Regions from separate parts of the Sus scrofa genome. Here region 2 is linked to region 1. The links are chromatin contacts, called in public Hi-C maps. All regions are on one chromosome and are shown on one strand. Each heading gives the region's core, a stretch centred on a gene start, on an enhancer-like site or on the middle of the called end of the contact. The rest is flanking DNA. Distances are from core to core; before and after follow the strand shown.

What was found. Hi-C and Micro-C count contacts between places; a contact is called where the count stands out from the background.
Region 2: a contact with region 1 is called in a Hi-C map of liver, with 3 times the contacts expected there. The contact joins the promoter of CFAP70 here to the promoter of ECD in region 1. A contact is called at or near these places in 2 of 5 promoter capture datasets (fetal liver and liver), 3 of 47 Hi-C or Micro-C datasets (heart right ventricle, liver and skeletal muscle) and 2 of 2 datasets of contacts at active chromatin or transcription factors (alveolar macrophages and skeletal muscle).

The regions. Positions count from the first base shown.
Region 1 is chr14:75,990,085-75,996,610 of Sscrofa11.1, forward strand. ECD (protein ecdysoneless homolog) reads right to left here and starts at 2,538. Exons shown (of 13, transcript XM_005671096.3): 1 at 2,395-2,538; 2 at 765-982. The coding sequence starts at 969. FAM149B1 (protein FAM149B1) reads left to right here and starts at 2,573. Exons shown (of 13, transcript XM_013983338.2): 1 at 2,573-2,821. The coding sequence starts at 2,775.
Region 2 is chr14:76,197,335-76,203,860 of Sscrofa11.1, forward strand. CFAP70 (cilia- and flagella-associated protein 70) reads right to left here and starts at 2,564. Exons shown (of 27, transcript XM_013983341.2): 1 at 1,199-2,564.

The DNA of each region.
Region 1 (6,526 bases), core at 1,288-3,787:
CTCAAAATACTTCTGAGTGGGCCGATAATGGTCATTTAGTTCAATTATTTCTCTTTAGCAGCCAGGCAGAGCCACTCTAATTTTTTTAAACTTTTAAAAAATGTTTATTTATTTATTTATTTATTTTCTTTTTTGGACTCCCAGCAGCATATGGAGTTCTTGGACCTGGGATCAGATGTGAGCCACAGCTGTGACCTATGCCACAGCTTCAGCAGCAGCACTTCCCCACTGTGCCAGGCTGGGCACTGAAACTTCGCCCCACCACTCCAGAAACACCACCAATCCCATTGTGCCACAGTGGTAAATCCCAGGCAGAGCCACTCTTAGATCCTCACTAAAATAACTACGTGAAACAAGGCAACCTAATACACACACTGTTAAGACTGAGGAATACAGAGTAACAGCTAAAAGAACTATGGTTAAGGAAGACACATGCTTGAACCTGTTTAGTATAGGTACCTAGATACATTATGGCATAATTAAGTAATTAAATTTCAAACGAAGAACCATGGCTAATTAATATTGAGTATATATTAGTTCCTAAGGTAATGACTATTAATTTTCATCAATATTAATTTTAAAAAGTTTTTTTTTTTTTAAGTTCAAGGGCTTAACTGAATATAGGCAAATATCACTAATCTAAAAAGTTCAGGCTCTAAATCTCCTGACAACACTGAATGAAATATGAATATCATACATCACTGTTGTTAGAATGACATTAAAAAATCACACATATCCAATCAAAATAAGTGAAAGAGCCTCACCTTTCCCAGGTTTATATTTGAGATTGAAAGGCTGATTCTGCCAGATATAGGGGACCAGCATAGGTGCAAACTGGGTCATTATCTTCTCAATATAATTTTGAAGAATCTCTCTGTGTTTTTCTGGGTCCCTTAGTTCATCCGATATCAGGAACAGGCGGTACTCTACAGTATCTTCCACTGTAGCAAGCTTCATATTTTCCTCCATTCTTCTTTGAAAGCTACATTTAAAGTGGCAATAATATAAACCATACAAAATAATGCAGAAGTAATATCCCATTCCTTGAACTATTCTAGGCAATTCCATTAATGTTGTTTTCCAAAATTCAGTTATCCACATACAATCATCATGATTTTTGCCTTGACCACATACCAATTATAGCATTTAATTAAAATTCTTTCAATGACATTTTTATACTTACAATTATATGAAAGCAACTTTTGATACAATACAGTAAATGGAAATCTAGTACTGCATTCCCAAGTTAATAAGCGTGTAAAAATGAAATAAAAAATGTTTGCCTTTGCACTAATAGTGGTGCATGTAACACACGGTCAGAAACAATGCAATAACATCTCTTGAAATATTGACAAAAATTCCAGTTCTGCCACTGGTCCTAGTTGTGTCATTCTGGGCATTTCATTTTCTCTTTCTGGGGCTTCCCCCTAATTGTAGAATGAGAATGTTATTTTATCATTTCTAAAATCCGTCTCTACTTTCCTCCCTTCATCCTCTTCTCCCTCTCTTTCTCTCTCTTTACTTTCTTTCTTTCTTTCTTTTCGTTCGTTCGTTCTTCCTTTCTTTCCTGCCATGCCTGTAGCATGCATAAGTTCTCAGGCCAGTGACTGAACCCATGACACAGCTGTATTTAACCTCCTGAGCCACCAGGGAACTTCTTCCCTGAATTTTTATTGTTTAAACACTCTTAAGAGTAATCTCCCTTACTCTGCAGAATTTAAATCTTTCCCCTTGTACATCATGGGTGAATTCAAAACTACAAAACATTTATATCCTATCATTTCACCCCAAAATAATCTGCCCATGGCTCTTGATCCTACAACAACCCGTCCCAAACCACCGCCCTCCGCCCCTTTTCAGGTCTCAGAGGGTATAAATAACTGTTTTCTAAGGATTTCCCTTACAGACAAAAGTACTAGCTTACTATTGCTGCCAGGTGAGGCTTGTTAAAGAAAGATATTGCACTGGATGGTCCACTTTAAGGCTGTGATTCGATTTTCAGGCTTATTTGGTTTTCCAAGGAACTAATAAAACTAAGTCGAGAGGAACTTGCATCTTCTATCCAGACACTCACTACAGTCCAGATTGACAGATAATAAATACTCACCCACCCCAGAATGCCAAGCACACCTTATTATGAAGAATTTAGTGTCAGGCTAGAAGGGACTTTGAGATCACTCAGACTGACTCCACACTGTACATATGAGGAAACCGGGAGCACGGCAGGAGAAGCAACCAAGCAGCTGAGGCCGGACTAGGTTCTAGCGCTCTTTACTCAAAACAAGGGTCCCTTCTTCATCCAACAAAATGAAGCCAATTTCGCTTCCAGTTCTAAAGCCTGGGCCTCTTCCTCACGTCCCTGCTGCGGCACCTTTCCTCAGCCTTCTCTCCTACCTCGTGGGCTGCCAGCAGCAGCCAAAGCCCGGCTCTGACTGGATCCACACGCTTGTCTAGGACCTGAAGCCAGCGGAAACTTAAGTCAGAAACCGGCTCAGCTCCGGAACTCCCAGCGTCGCCTTTGCTAGGTGTCGGCGGGAGTATTAGGCGGCTGCACCTGTGCGTTCGTCACTTCCGCCCCCACGGGGAAACAGGGAGGGGAGAGGACTGGAGAGGTGGGGATCCTGGGGTGGTGGCGGTCCGGAGTCTAGGAGACGGGGCGTGACGGGGCCGGAAGGTGGCGGGAGGGGGCCGAGCCGGAGCTGGCGGGAGGGCCAGGCCCGGAGGCCCCCACCCTGGCTTGGCCGCCCCGGCCGCGGCTGAGGAGGAAGAGGAGGATGATCTCCAGATACACACGGAAGGCGGTGCCTCAGAACTTGGAGCTGTGAGTGGACTGCTCAGCCACCCAGCTGGGGCCGGGGGAAGCCGTGGCGGGCCGCAGGCGCTCTGGGGACCCTCCTTGACCAGTCCCTTGCTCCTTTTTCTTTCCCAGGGCGAGGGAAAGAAAAAATTCTTTGAAATTTTCTCCTCCTAGCCTTGCCGGACGTTGCCCCTCCAGACCTCCATCTCCAGCTAAGAGCGTGTTACCAGTGCAATCCCAGGACTTGACCCTCTTGGGCTGCACTCCCGGGGCTCAGGAACTGGGTTTCCTAAGGCATTTGTAGTTTCCGTTGTGTTCCATGCCCCACTTTCCATGGCCACTAACAACTCGTGAAGTTATTAATAACTGAGTCCTACAATAAAGTTGAATACGTCTAAAGCCAAACACCCTGCGAAGCGCTTACATGCATTAGCTTACTTAATCCTATCAATAAGGATACCAGATAGGAACTCTTATTTTGTACTTCCTACAAGATAAAGATCCCAGATCTGAAGGTTGTATCGTGCCAAAGATCACACAGCTAGGTGGTGATGGAGCTGAAGTATAGACCCGTTATCAGTCTGATTCTGAAGTTTGTGGTCATAACCATTACATACTGTCTCCCCACCTCTGCGTTGAAGAGTCAGAATCCTCAGGATCAGGTTTGCTTTTGAGACTTTAGAGAACAGATATTTCCAGCTTGAACAACTTAGTGAAGTGTTGTAATTTAGGAAGTAATGATAATGTCATACATTTATTAATGCTTTACACTTTCAGAAACTTTCACATCTTAATCTTTAAGATGGATATGACCATCTTCAATTTTCAGCAGAGGAAGTATCAGAAAGGTACACATCTTAAGATTATATAACCAATAGGTTTTTGAGCTTGGGCTTTTTAACCCCAAATCCCAGTTGTTGTTTTTCTCCACTAAGGTATGTAATTTTAGCAACCATACATTTATTAATTAAATATTAATTATATATGGTAATAACAGCTATGGTATTTTCAGTCACACCTGGGTTTCTGGTTAGACTCTTTTCTAGCCTTCTGAATTTTAGGCAAATTACTAATTTTTTGAGCCTTCATTTCTATAACATAGGAATAAGACTTTATCTAAAAGCATGTCTAAAATGATGGCATAGGGCTTGACATTTAATAGGGCCTCAATAAATGGTCATTTCCTTGTTCCTTCCCACCTTTATTTGGTGCAGTAGTCATACAAAGAAAATCAGTCTGTGATCTTTCCTTGCCTTTCAGAGGCTTATTATCTAAGTAATAGGACAGGACACAGAAGCAATTCAGATAATAAAGATTTTTAGGAACTAGGAAGAAGAAAGTCATTTCCCAATAAAGCAAATGTGGGTTAGCTAAAAATCTGCTTTTATAATTAATTCTGGCCATTCTGAAAGTGAAAAAAAATATCTTTCATCGAAAAAATTACTGATAGGCACTTACTGGGCCAGAATTATTGACCCACTATCATTGTGTTATTTGTTCTCTATTATTGATTTGATACTCACTAAAGATAACTCTCCCAAAAGATGATTCTCTAGAAGTGTCAAAATAATGTGAATAGTGGAGATGATGAAGATTATATGCATCTAAATGAGAGTATATTAAAAGTAATTTTATTTTTTAAGTAATTTTAATTTTAGGTGTTATAATTGATAATTTGCTTTGAAGAAGTAACTTTAGTTTTCTCCCTGATGGCTCCAAATTACAGATGTTGAAAACAGTTTGGAATAAAAGTCATTTTCAGCATATATCTTAAGATTTTTAAAATAATAAATCTTAAGCATAAATGTATAATGAATAATACAATGACATAACCGTCACCTACATTCAACAGTTGTTAGAATTTTAATATATTTCCTTCTTCTTTCATCTTTATCTTTTTTCCAGCCTCTCTGTCATCTGTGAAATACGGAAGGAAAACTCCAGACACTGTCATTTACCCTATATACTTCATTATACATTTCTAGAAATTAGTCATTTTCTCGTATATATTTCTTTGGTATTATCTAATTGTCACTTTATAACCAAATTTTTCTGACAGACTAAAATATGTCTGAAGTTTCTATTCCATAGCTGGAATCCACATTTCTGATCCCCACCACTGTCTCAAAGGCAAGTTTTTGGTTGTAAGATCATTGAATGAGTGAAGGAGAAATATATCCCTACACAATGCCATCCCCACCATCTGAGAAAGAATTTAAAATACAAGCTCTGCTGACTGGGTCTTTACCTTTATCTATAAATATAAAAATGATACAATTCACTAAAATCTCAAAACTATTCATTTATTCTGAGAAATCTCAGACAGACTACTTGGATTTGAATCCTGGCTCCATCTCTTAACTAGCCATATGACCTTAAGTTGGTTACCTCATGCCTCTGTGCCTCACATTCCTTAGCTGAAATAAGAGTATTAGATGTAAAATATATTTCTGCATATTAAAAGCCCTATGAAGACTTCTCATAAAGAAACCTATGTAACTCTGTTTAACCTATCTTGTTATTTGACTGTAGGATTTTGTGGGGAAGGAAAATCTACTGTAGATGATTAGGATTGGAACCAATAATAATTGACCCTAAAGTTTATTCTAAGGTACATGTTGAACTCTCTGGAACAGTACTGTCCAATGGAAATATAATACAAGCCATATATATAATTTAAAATTTTCAGGTAGTCACTTTAAAAAAATAGTATAAACAGGTGGAATTAACTTTTTTACCTTTTTATTTTGAAATAAGTACAGACTCACAGGTAGTCACAAAAAATAGAGTCCCATGAAATCCTCCACCCAGCTTCCCCCAATGAAGATAACTTATGTAACTATAGTATAATTGCAGGAGTTTCCTTGTGGTTAAGAATCCAGCACTGTAATGCAGCGACTCAAGTTCAGTCCTTGACCAGGGAACTTCTGCATGCTGTAGGTGCAGCCAAAAACAAACAAAAACAATATAGAGAGCTGTTTGATTATCACCAAGAAACATTCTCATGCATCCCTTCATAGTCACATCAGTTCTCTCTCCATGTCCTGGGAACCACTAGTCTTTTTTCCACCTCTATTGTTTTGTGAATGTAATATGGATGGAATCATAGGAGTCCCCTTGTGGCTAGTGGTTAAGGATTTGAGGTTGTCACTGCTGTGGCTTGGGTACAATCCCTGGCCTGGGAACTTATGCATGCCAAGGGTGCAGCCAAAAAATAAATAAAAGGAATCATAGAGTATTTTTAACCTTTTGAGGTTGGCTTTTTTTCACTAAGTATGACATCCTTGAAATCCATCCACATTGTTGCATGTATCGGTTCATTCCTTTTTATTGATGAATCACATTCCATTGGATGGATAGACCAAAGTTTAATCATTCACTCATCAAAGGACATTTCAGTTCCAATTTTCTTTTTCAATTATAAAGCTGCTGTGAACATTTGTGTACAGATTTCTGTGTGAACAGAAATTTTCATTTCTTTGGGTCAATGCCCAAGAGTTCAATGGCTAGGTCTTATGATAAATGCATGTGTTTAGTTTTATAAGAAACTATGAAACTATCCCAGAATGGCTATACCATTTTATATTCCTACCAGCAATGATGAGACACCCAGTTTCTCCATATCCTCACCTGCATTGAGCATTATTACCATATTTTATCTTATCTGTTCTAATAGGTGTGTGGTTTTACATTATATTTTCAATTTGCAGTGGAATTAATTTTAGGAAT
Region 2 (6,526 bases), core at 1,314-3,813, 210 kb after region 1:
CAGATCACTTGTTCAATTCTACGTCTCCAGGCTTATTCAGGACTTAGGCCTTGACAATTTTCTTATTAAGCTAACATTTGAAATGACTTTTTGCATGAGTCTTTTTTCCTTTTCAATAGCAGCATGTAAATTAGGCCTTCACTAGCCTGACCTTAGAGGAAAGCCAATTTCACCTCACTGAGCCTGAATTTCACCTTCTATAAAATGGACCTGTTTCACATTTGTTGCGAATATCCCTAAAAGAGTAAAACTGCTTAACCTATGAAGCACCAAACAAATGGTGTTACTAATACGCACAACTTTTTCTTAATGCTCAACTACTCCCTTAAAAATAAGTAATCTGTCATACATTTTTGCAGCCACTGAGTGCCCGGCACTATGCCTTGTCCGCAAGAGGCATTAGTGGTGTATCTGTTGAACAATGAGTTCAAGAAGCCTGGCCAGTTACACGTTCTAGTCAGGGCAGTCAGAAAGGGGGTCCTCTTGCCACAAACAAGGCATGGGTTTCTTAGTATCTGCTCAGAAGCAGATGGGGGAGATCAAATTAGAAATGAGTTAGATTGGAATTCCCGTAGTGGCTCAGTGGTTAAAGACTCCGACTAGGAACCATGAGGTTGCGGGTTCAATCCCTGGCCTTGCTCAGTGGGTTAACGATCCGGCGTTGCCGTGAGCTGTGGTGTAGGTCGCAGACGCGGCTCGGATCCTGCGTTGCTGTGGCTCTGGCGTAGGCCGGCGGCTACAGCTCCGCTTGGACCCCTAGCCTGGGAACCTCCATATGCCATGGGAGCGGCCCTAAAAGTGGCAAAAAGACAAAAAAAAAAAAAGAAAAAGAAAAAGAAAAAAGAAAAGAAAGAAATGAGTTAGATTGGAGTTCCCGTAGTGGCTCAGTGGTTAACGAATCCGACTAGGAACCATGAGGTTGCGGGTTCATCCCTGGCCTTGCTCAGTGGGTTAAGGATCCGGTGTTGCCGTGAGCTGTGGTGTAAGTCGCAGATGCTTCTTGGATCCCGTGTTGCTGTGGCTGTGGCGTAGGCCGGCGGCTACAGCTCCTCTTCCCTCTCCGACCCCTAGCCTGGAGGTTCCTCCATATGCCGCGGGTGCGGTCCTAGAAAAGACAAAAAAAAAAAGAAATGAGTTAGATGAAGGCGATGCTGTGACTGGAGGGTGGTCTGTGAGCAGGGGCCCGGTCTGCGCTTACTGCGGGGGATCTCGGCGCAAAGTGGGAAGCGGGGTCTAAGTCTGGCTTCGGGTGGGAGGCCTGGGTTGGCGGGAGTCCTCGCTTAGCCGGGGGTCCGGCAGTGCAGTCGTGCTGGGATGTGGTCTCCGCCTTTCAGTCTGGCCCAAAGTTGAAAAGAAAAGTCCGAGATGCGGAGGCGGGGAAGAGACACTTTTCTAACAAGTGAGAGCGCTCTTAGATCGACACAAACTTGTTTTTCGTAACTATAGCAACCAACTGCCTCTCGCGAGAACTTGTACTGACCACAAGTTTATCCCAAGACTCGCGATAACATTGTCTGGGAGGTAAACGAGAGGCGGTGCAAGACGAGTTCCCGCGCCTGCGCTCTAGAACTACGTCCGCACCCACGGACCTACGAGTGCGCCTCAACGCTTCGTCCAGACCTGGAGCGATTCCCTCGTTCTTCTGAGGATGACCCTTTCTTTTAGCGAAAGTTTTGGTTAACTTCAAGGTTTTCTACCTTTCAATTTTGCTTTATCCACTTCTTTTTTTCCCAGTTTTTCCTCAATAAATAAGGATAAAAACCAAAAGGAAATTTATTTAAAGATAAAAGCCTTTATGAAACGATTTTTAAAAACAGGTCATTAAAATCTTTTTTCTGTAAAAAATGCAGAAAGACAGTATTTTAAAAGTGAGCTTGGCTATCATTCACGGTGATAATGCAAAACTATGTTGCTTTTAGTGCTCAGTATTTACAATAAGCAGAATTGAAGTATGTGACGTTAATGCAAAACTTTAATATATTTGAATTTCAGCGTTACTTTAGAGTAGGAATGGCAAAATATAATAGCAAAAACCTAGAAACAGGAGTTCCCGTCGTGGCTTAGTGGTTAAGGAATATGACTAGCATACAAGAGGACACAGGTTTAGTCCCTGGTTTTGCTCCGTGGGTTAAGGATCCTCTGTTGTCCTGAGCTGTGGTGTAAGCTGGACGCTGCAGCTCGGATTAGACCTCTGGCCTGGGAACCTTCATACGCCGCCAATTCGGCCTTAAAAAAAGCACACGCATACACGCAAAAGCCAAACCTGGAAACAGCCCAACATAAGAATGGATGAATACACTGATATATATTCCAGAATAGCATATTACAAAACAAAGGAATGAACTACAGCTACTTACAACATGGATGGATGAATCTTAGCAATATACATACTTTAAAATGTTGGCCAAATCAGAGATAATTTGAGCTTCAAAATAGACAATGATACTAAGTGAAGTCAGCACTGACATCGTATATTATCACTTACATGTGGAATCTTAGAAAAAGGACACAATGAACTTCTTTGCAGAACAGATACTGACTCACAGATTTTGAAAAACATTGTTTCCAAATGAGACAGGTTGGGGGGTCGGGGGATGTGCTGGGGGTTTGGGATGGAAATGCAATAAAACTGGGTTCTGATGATGGTTGTACAACTATAAATGTAATAAAATCCATTGAGTAATTTAAAAAATAAAAATGAGAGAAAGGAAAGCTCTAACAGTAGAATGCCAACTCAGTAATTGAGAGGAATTGACACAGAGAATTACCATTTTGCACCAACTACAGAAGTGTATGGTATGACTCAGGCAGGAGTCTTCAATGCTAAGGTTGGTGTGTAGAGGCTTGATGAGGAATAAGATATTGGCATGATTTTGGAATACTAATGGATTACAAAGGGGAAAACTGTGACATTAAGAAACCAACACTACCAAGCGATGAGGGTTAAAACACCAGTGTCAGGAGTCTACATTTCATTCCTCCTGATGAGACTCACTGGGAAAAGCAAAATATGTTGTGGTGTTCCTATAATCAGGGGGACCCAGGTTATAGGCCATTCTATAGAAAGTAAGGCCTGTACTCTTTGGATTTTTTAATGTTTTTATGGCCACACGCATGGCTGGGCTGGGGATAGAACCTGTGCCTCAGCAGCGATCCAAGCTGCAGCAGTGAGATTCTTAACCCACCACCCTACAGCAGGAACTCCAAGGCCTGTATTCTTTAATAAAACTGTCGAGGCCAGGGAAGATTAGCAGCACTTCTAGATTAAAGGAGTTTAAAGATACATGACAACTAAATGCAATATGTATTCCTGTATAACATGTTGGTCCAGGAAGGAAAAGAGACATTATTGGGACATCGGATGGAATTTGAATGGGATCAGTAGATTGGGTGGTAATATTGGACCAATATTGATTTCCTGATGTGGTACTTTGTTTGCTGTTATGTAGGAGAGTGTCCCTGTTTAGGGGAAAATACCTACTGGAGTGATGAGATATCATGCCTTCAGTTTCCGTCTCAGCCCTCAAAAGTTCCAGAAAAAGACTGATAACTAGGGATCTATGCACATGCACACACACACACACACACAGAGTGAGTAATGAAGCAGTAACCTAATATGAACTAGATGAGAATCTGGGTGACGAGGAAATGGGAGTTCTTTGCACTGTTCTGGCAACTTTCTATACATTTGAAATTATTTCAAAACAAATGATTAAACTATACACACACACACACACAATTCTCCATGGAAATTCCTTGCTTAGGATATGGTTACTAGAGCCAAGTTTTTAAAAATAAATTGTATTTCTGCTAATGAATATATAAAAATTTAAAAAACTAAGAGAGGAATTCCCGTCGTGGCACAGTGGTTAACGAATCTGACTAGGAACCATGAGGTCACAGGTTTGATCCCTGGCCTTGCTCAGTGGGTTAAGGACCTGGCGTTGCCGTGAGCTGTGGTGTAGGCTGCAGATGCGGCTCGGATCCCGCGTTGCTGTGGCTCTGGCGTAGGCCAGCGGCTACAGCTCAGATTGGACCCCTAGCCTGGGAATCTCCACATGCTGCAGGAGCGGCCATAGAAAAGGCAAAAGGGCAAAACATAAAATAAAATAAAATAAAAAACCAAGAGAAAGATTTTTTTAAGTTGCAACGTTATAAATAATAAAAACATCTCAAAATAAAACTATGGAACAATTGAGTAAGGCATTTATCTCTGGATTTTTTTCCCAAGTGAGCGTTGTGAGTGAATTTGCACTGAGATAGCCATCCTACCTTGTGTACAACATACTTTTTCCACATAATAAGCTAGACTTAGGACAAAGTCTTTGCTAGGGAACTGCTCTAAATCACTCATGATCTTGATCTACTAAGTATTTTGTTTCAAGGCCTAGGCAATCAAGGATAAGTCACAGGTGTCACTTCCTTAAACATAATTAATCCTTATTAGACTTGGGGTGACAGATGGCATAACTTTGTGTTATAGTGTTATTTTCCTAGAGAATGCTTACACAGGTGCCACTCTGAATTTCCTATAATCCTTATAAGGAAAGGCATTCAAATATTTTCTGCTAATTTATGTATGTATGTATGTAGTCTTTTTGCCTTTTCTAGGGCCGCTCCTATATATTAGAGTTCCCCTTGTGGCTCAGTGGTAAGGAACCTGACTAGTATCCATGAGGATATGGGTTCGATCCCTGGCCTCGCTCAGTGGGTTAAGGATCCAGCGTTGCTATGAGGTGTGGTGTAGGTCAGACATGGCTTGGAACCCACATTGCCATGGCTGTGGCATAGCTGCAGCTCTGGTTTGACTCCTAGCCTGGGAACTTCTATATGCCACAGATGTGGCCCTAAAATTTAAAAAAATGGGAATTTGAATGGACGTTTTTCCAAAGAAGACATACAAATGGCCAATGAACTCAAGAAAATTTGCTCATTAGTCATTAGAGAAATTCAAATCAAAACTGCAATGAGATGCCACCTTCACATCCACTAAGATGGCTATAATCAAAGAAACAATGATAGTGTTGGTAAGAACGAGGAGAAATTAGAAGTCTTATTCATTGCTGGTAGGATTGTAAAATGGTACAGCTGCTTTGGAAAAGTTTGGCAGATCCTCAAAAAGTTAAAGATACTATTTAACTTGTGCCAGCAATTCCACTCCTAGTACAACAGTCAAGAAAATGGAAAACATGTGTCCACATAAAAACTTAAAACATGAATGTTCATAGCAGCATTATACATAATAGTCAAGAGATGAAAACAACAGGTGATAAATGGACAAGCAAAATGTATACCCAGACAATGGATTATCCAGCCATAAAGTAGAATGAAGTTTTTTTTTTTTTGGCTTTTTAGGGCCACACTTGTGGCATATGGAGGTTCCCAGGCTAGGGGTCGAGTCAGAGCTACAGCCGCTGGCCTACACCACAGCCACAGCAATGTGGGACCCAAGCCACGTCAACAACACAGCTCACAGCAACGCCGGATCCCCAGCCCACAAAGTGAGGCCAGGGACTGAACTGGCATCTTCATGGATCCTAGTTGGACTCCTTCATCACTAAGCCAAAAAGGGAACTCCCCAGAATGAAGTCTTTTTTTTTGTCTTTTGTTGTTGTTGTTGTTGTTGTTGCTATTTCTTGGGTCGCTCCCGCGGCATATGGAGGTTCCCAGGCTAGGGGTTGAATCGGAGCTGTAGCCACCGGCCTACGCCAGAGCCACAGCAACGTGGGATCCGAGCCGCGTCTGCAACCTACACCACAGCTCACGGCAACGCCGGATCGTTAACCCACTGAGCAAGGGCAGGGACCGAACCCGCAACCTCATAGTTCCTAGTCGGATTCGTTGACCACTGTGCCACGATGGGAACTCCCAGAATGAAGTCTTGATTCACACACTACAACAAAGGTGAACCCTAAAAACAGTATGCCAATTGAAAGACATCAGACACAAAGGGCCACACATCACATGATTCCATTCATAAGCCCCAAACAGGGACATCCAGAGGGACAGAAAGTAGATTAGCGATTACCCAGGGCTGGGCAGGAGGAGGGGAAAGGAGGAATGACTGCAAATGGGTTTAACTTTTCTTTTTGGATGATGAAAATGTTCAAAAATTGATTGTGATGATTGTTCCACAAAGGTGTGAATGTTCTAAAAACCACTGAAAGGTATACTTTAAAAGGGTGAAATGATATATGAATTATACCTCAATTTTTTAAAAGTTTAAAAATAATTGCTATATATTCTTTCCTTAATACCTTATACCTCTTTCTCATCTTTACCAAATCTCATTACTGTTATTTTCTAAAACTTCTATCAAAACTGAACTTTTTCAATGAAACTTTTTAAAACTACTTACATCCATGTTAGCCCATTATCCTTCTATCTATGTATCCTGCTTTTGCCTCATGCTATCATTGCACACAGGTCTATTTCTCTAAGTAAGGTTTTGTCTTGTACCTTCTTGTAATATGTCCCTTGGTACTTACACAAAACAAACATTCATGGGAGTTCCCTGGTGGCTCAG